Regions from separate parts of the Oncorhynchus mykiss genome. Here region 2 is linked to region 1. Evidence: chromatin contacts called from public Hi-C data. All regions are on one chromosome and are shown on one strand. The core of a region is the stretch at or near the end of the contact, and the rest is flanking DNA. Distances in the headings are between cores, read along the strand shown. Region 1 holds the start of LOC110530849 (protein argonaute-3). Region 2 holds the start of nudcd1 (nudC domain-containing protein 1).

What was found. A called contact is a pair of places that touch in the nucleus more often than the background predicts.
Region 2: a contact with region 1 is called in a Hi-C map of liver, with 15 times the contacts expected there. The contact joins the promoter of nudcd1 here to the promoter of LOC110530849 in region 1. A contact is called at or near these places in 2 of 3 Hi-C or Micro-C datasets (blood and liver).

The regions. Positions count from the first base shown.
Region 1 is chr32:40,932,487-40,935,504 of USDA_OmykA_1.1, forward strand. LOC110530849 (protein argonaute-3) reads left to right here and starts at 1,625. Exons shown (of 19, transcript XM_036971834.1): 1 at 1,625-2,208. The coding sequence starts at 2,190.
Region 2 is chr32:41,674,248-41,677,265 of USDA_OmykA_1.1, forward strand. nudcd1 (nudC domain-containing protein 1) reads right to left here and starts at 1,440. Exons shown (of 10, transcript XM_036970846.1): 1 at 1,212-1,440. The coding sequence starts at 1,326.

The DNA.
Region 1 (3,018 bases), core at 375-2,874:
GCACAATATGTCAACATAGCCAAACGAAGGTAGTCGAACGAAGCACGTTTCCAAATATTTGTTATATCTAAACAAAAGAGATGGAAACGACTGGCTGTGGTCTAATGAAACAAATTAGTCATAGTGGGCAGAACAAGCAAGGAGATGGGCAGAGCCAAGCACGAGCTAGCGTGATCCTATTGGCGTGTTGTAGCATCATCTGCATATTTCCGTTAGGAAACGCCTACTCAATGAAGTGCGCGAGTGCTTTAACTCAATTTGTCTTTGCACTCCTACTAAATAACGCACTTTTTAAAAACTTTAGCAAAGGGTAAAGTCTACAAAACTTAGTCCACTCTGTTCATTACATATTCTAGTTTTGGGAACAGAACTATTGAGATCAAATGTTTCAAATTTGCAATGTTGGCCAAAATCCATCTCGTTCCATCTTCTCCCACTGCTGGCCAGTGGGCTTCCTCTGACTACCATATTAGTAGTGAGTGGAAACACTAATCAGATGCTTCACATTTATACATCCACTGAAATATGTCTTATGTTCTATCTGTGATGTTTCCTCGCAATCAGCTGTTGTTCGGTTAGGCTCTGCGATATTGTGCTAGTGTATGTCACATGCGAATTGCACCAGTATTGAAAAAAATTAATAAAGGAAATACACACAATGTACATACTAGTTTACTGAAAATCAAGCTAACAAGGAACCCAAACTGGCTGCGCGCATGCGCCATCGTGCATAAATGTATTTCGTCCCCCCACCCCAAATGCGATCACGACACTGAACCAAATATATTAATTTGGGAACAGGTCGAAAAGCATTCAACATTTATGGAAATTTTGTTAGCTAGCTTGCTGTTGTTAACTAATTTGTCCTGGGATATAAACATTGAGTTGTTATTTTACCTGAAATGCACAGGGTTTTCTACTCCACCAATTAATCCACACATAAAACGGTCAACTGAATCGTTTCTAGTCATCTCTCCCTCCTTCCAGGTTTTTTCTTCTCTTGACTTTATATTGTGATTGGCAACTTTCATAAATTAGGTGCATTACCGTCACTGATCTCGTTTGTCTTCAGTCACCCACATGGGTAAACCAATGAGGAGATGGGAGAGGCAGGACTTGCAGTGTGATCTGCGTCAGAAATAGAACTGACTTCTATTTTAGCCCTTGGCAACGCAGGCGCTCGTTGGCGCAATAACTGAATAATATAGATTTCTACATTTATTTTGCAACGCTCGCATTGTAATAACACTTCCCTGTGGATATTTCGTCTCATATTACCTCCTCTACATAAAGACAAAATCTGGAGACAACAGGTAAAGTACATTCAATTAAGTTTATTCAACAGTCTGATTTGTGAAAGGGCTCCTGAGTGGCGCAGCGGTCTAAGACACTGCATCTCAGTGCTAGGGGCATCACTACAGACACTGGTTCAATTCCAGGCTGTATCACAAACAGCCATGATCGGGGTTAGGGTTTGGCCAGGGTAGGCCGTCATTGTAAATAATAATTTGTTCTTAACTGACTTGCCTAGTTAAAAAATATATATAAATACACAAATATATTTGTTAATTTTCAAAGTATAGAAAGGACTCTTATTCTGAAGGATTCCAAAAACCATGACCCGGAAAGTACTTCATTATTCTTGTCTGCTTCACAGCGGTAGTACCGAGAACGTACCGGGGTGTGAAACACAAATTTGCCGGCAGAACAACACCAAAAGAGCGGCAAAGTGTTCACGTTTATCGTTCGAAGAACAAATGTCAAGTAATTGTTATTATCCTGGCAACTGATGACGAGGCAAAACGTCATCAGGTAGCATTAAAGCCGTTCAGGAATAGGCGCCGTCTGTTGAGTCTCCGTGAAATATTTTCAGAGACTTGTCTTTGAAAATAAATAGATTTGTCTGCTGGAAACAATTAATACTCCAACGATCATAATGGGATACGTCGTTTAACTTGTGCGGGTTGACAACAACTGGGGAAATTTGGGAGGACCTCTGGTTAAGTGGACACCGCAAGCGGCCCGTGTCCACATCAGCAACAGAAGCCGGGGTGTCGGCTTGAGAGTCTTCGGGTGGAAAATCTCCAACACTAGAGCTACAGCGCTGACTAAATAGCGTCGTGCGAACAGGAGCTGCGCCGATATTTGACCATTGGGAGCCGGGGAGTATCCGGACAGAGACCTCATGAATGGAAATCGGAACTTCAGGTATATTCTTACATCGTCTGTGGAACGCCATATTAAATTGTTACATTTGGTGTTGAAGTTTTGTAGGCTGACTAACGTTACCAGTTTATAGCATATAGCATACGATCAAACCTACTATGCCAATCAGATTAAATTAAATATCAACTCATTCAGTCCTTTCACTGTACTGTCTGGGTTAGAAAACTAATTTGGGTGACCAGATATACTGTCGTTGGTAAGATTGTTTGCTGGTTGGTAGCCTCTGCCGGGTCCCCTTCAACCGAGGGGTCCAGCTGCGACATAATCTCTGAGCAGTCATCTCTCATGGTCTCTATGCTGCCACCTACTGATATGTAATCTCTCAGGAAAAGTGGGGGATTCGAACGGAACCATAGAGTGCTTGCAGTTGCGTCACAAATCACCTAGCAACCCCAAGCTTCGTGTTGGAAGACCAAACTCGCATGCTGACCAGACAGCGTGCTCGCCATTGCACGCATGTTGTTTTTGTCCACGCACACCAAACACTACCAGGACAGCAGGTTGAAATATCAAAACAAATTCTGAACCAAATATATTAATTTGGGGACCAGTCAAAAAGCAAACATTTATGGCAATTTAGCTAGCTGTTGCTAATAACAACCCAATGTTTATATCCCAGGACAAATTAGCTAGCTAGCTCTTGCTAGCTAATTTGTCCTGGGATACAAACATTGGGTTGTTATTTTACCTGAAATGCACAAGGTCCTCTACTCCGACATGTAATCCACAACAATTAATTTGCAGATAAAAGGGTAAACCAAGTTTGTTTCTAGTAATCTCACCTCCTTCAAG
Region 2 (3,018 bases), core at 190-2,689, 740 kb after region 1:
GACAATAGGAAAATAATTTGGTTAAGGGCAGATTTGTCATCAATGGATGTTATTATCCATTTACTATATTTAGTCTGATCAGTGGAAAAATGTGCATTCCTAACAATGGGCTAAAATATAGGGTAATTACTGTGCTTGTCAGCAAGAACACTGCTGTTATTCTCCACACGTGTTTTATTATTCCACTTCTTCCCAATTTTGCCAGTGTAATCACATATTAGAAATCTCATATGCCTACTTGTGTCTTTGGAAATTAATTATGGCGCCATGTATTTTTGCAGGTATTCATGAACAAGTCATACAAATAAGCATTGGATAGTAAATGCTCCAAGAATCAAATATAATTTGACATTTTACTATTGTGCACATTCTAGGCAACGCATAAAGCATAATATTGTGTCTAGGTAGAGTAAGATGATGTCAAGGATCTTCACCCAGTAGCTATAAACCACCCAAATTCATCAGATTTTTCTTCAAGGTTTGGTGATTTTGAGAAATTAATTGTAATAAGAAAAACATTTCAATCACCCCGCACTTGGGAAACATAGATCAGGGGTGGTGGCCAACCCTCCTGGAGAGCAAGCAGGATTTTCTTAGAGACCTTTCTTCAAGAGAGTTCACCCAAATTACAAAATGTTTGTGTCCTTATCTTGAAAGCAGTATATAGAAAAGTCAACTGCAATCTATGATTTGGTTACCCACTGCCATTAAACATGAATGTTTCCTGTGCAGAGCCTTGGTGTATTGGTAACACTCCCTGACACGTGTTGCATAAGAACAGGGATCAATCTCTGCTTCCAATCTTCCCACCGTTTTTAGTATTTAATTACTGCCTGAAGTGTAAAACCACAAAACAATTGAAATAATATTAGCATACTTTATTAGCAAATTTCATCCCCCCCAAAAATCGCTAAGTAACAAAGTCATCCAATTTTGAGTGTTCATTTAATGTTGAAAGCACCCTGAACACTCCTGACCTGTGATTATTTTTTTTTCCACCCTGGTTTTAGGCTTAAGCCATGTAAGAATAAATAGAATTGCAGGAAATGACATTTAAAACATGGGTTGTGTTAGGGGAAATTAAATTCACATAGCAAATCTCACTCACGCCAAGCTTTCTTCAAAAGTTAGCAGCCCTCTAGCTAAATCAAAAAATAATGGCAATATTAGCATGCTCTAAAGATAATGCGACGTGGCGGGCAGTTTCTCACCAGCATCTAGCTCTACGTTGTAAATTGGTATGGGCTCCAGAGACAGTCTGTAACTCTCAAAGCTGGGATCCAAAAGCTGTCTGTTGACCTTCAATGAATAATTCGATACAGCCATGTTTCAGAATTATTGATAAATTGACAATATGTTTCAGATGAAATATATAGGAGCTGAACTGAACGCAACTTAATGTGCTTCCTGTATGAATCAGTCGGAATATTTTACGGACGGACATATAGGGAGGTATGGGAAATTGAAATCTTGCAGGACGAGAAAAATTATGAAAATAATTCACTTATAAATAAATAAAAAAGTGTCTGTTGAGTTTTAGACACCATTAATGGATCATGACTGATAAAAAACGAATGCAAACAACCATGCGTGGTTCAACACTCTCGAAGGCAGAACCTTCGCGCTTTCGTGTTCTTCACCGGAAGGTTTATGTGTAGGGACTGCTTGCTTCGTTGGTCTTTATTAGCGTCATGGCAGCAACATTAAAACTTCCGGTTTTCCGATTTGCCTTCAAAATAAACATCTGTTGTTTAAACGCTGTGTATGATAAGAAATCAATATTTTTTTTGCAGTTTTGCATAGTCATAGTGCACTAAAGAGAATGACAACTTTACATAAGATAAATAATATTGTAAGGTGGAGCACATTGAAAAAATGCTATGTTAGTATATGAGTGGTTCTGTGCTTAAAGGTGTTTCTTGGTTCTTACAGATCCTATCACAGTTTAAATGTCTTTCCAGTTTTCTTGAGATGTATTCCTGGATGATTATATGGCCCTAGTGGTGGGGCTGAAGGAACCCTAGTGGTTAGAACGTTGGGCCAGTAACAAAGGTTGCTGGATTGAATCCCTGAGCTGACAAGGTAAAACAAATCTGCAGTTCTGCCCCTGAACAAGGCAGTTAACCCACTATTCCCCGGTAGGCTGTCATTGAGAATAAGAATTTGTTCTTAACTGATCTGCATATGTACCGGATGTGAAATAGCTAGCTAGTTAGCGGTGGTGCGCACTAAATAGCGTTTCAATCGGTGACGTCACTTGCTCTGAGACCTTGAAGTAGGTCTCACAGTGCTTCTACACCTGCATTGCTTGCTGTTTGGGGTTTTAGGCTGGGTTTCTGTACAGCACTTTGATATATCAGCTGATGTAAGAAGGGCTATGTAAATACATTTTATTTTATTTTATGTTTAAGTATGACAATGCTCCCGTCCATACAGACATGGTTTGTATAGGGGGAACTACTACTTCAAGGTCTCAGAGCAAGTGACGTCACCGATTGAAACGCTATTTAGTGCGCACCACCGCTAACTAGCTAGCTATTTCACATCCGTTACATATGCAGATCAGCTAAGAACAAATTCTTATTCTCAATGACAGCCTACCGGGAATAGTGGGAACTACTACTTCAAGGTCTCAGAGCAAGTGACGTCACCGATTGAAACGCTATTTAGTGCGCACCACCGCTAACTAGCTAGCTATTTCACATCCGTTACACCTAGTTAAATAAAGGTTCAATTAATAAAATAATAGTGGTTATCTTTATCCTAGTGGCTTAAAGCCTCGTGTCTTATCCTAGTTCTGTGAAACCATAACACTATGTACTGTGTCCAGCAGTTGTCTTACTATATTTTGCTAATAAATGCTAATTATTTGGTCTTTCAGAGTGTGTGACTATTTACCCACGCAACAGAACATAGAACATAACAATGGAACACATATTGAGCTGTAGAGCGCTAAAGTGAGGTGGAAAGGACTCCGAACGGAAACATCAAGGAGCAACAACAGCTCAGCTGTGAAGT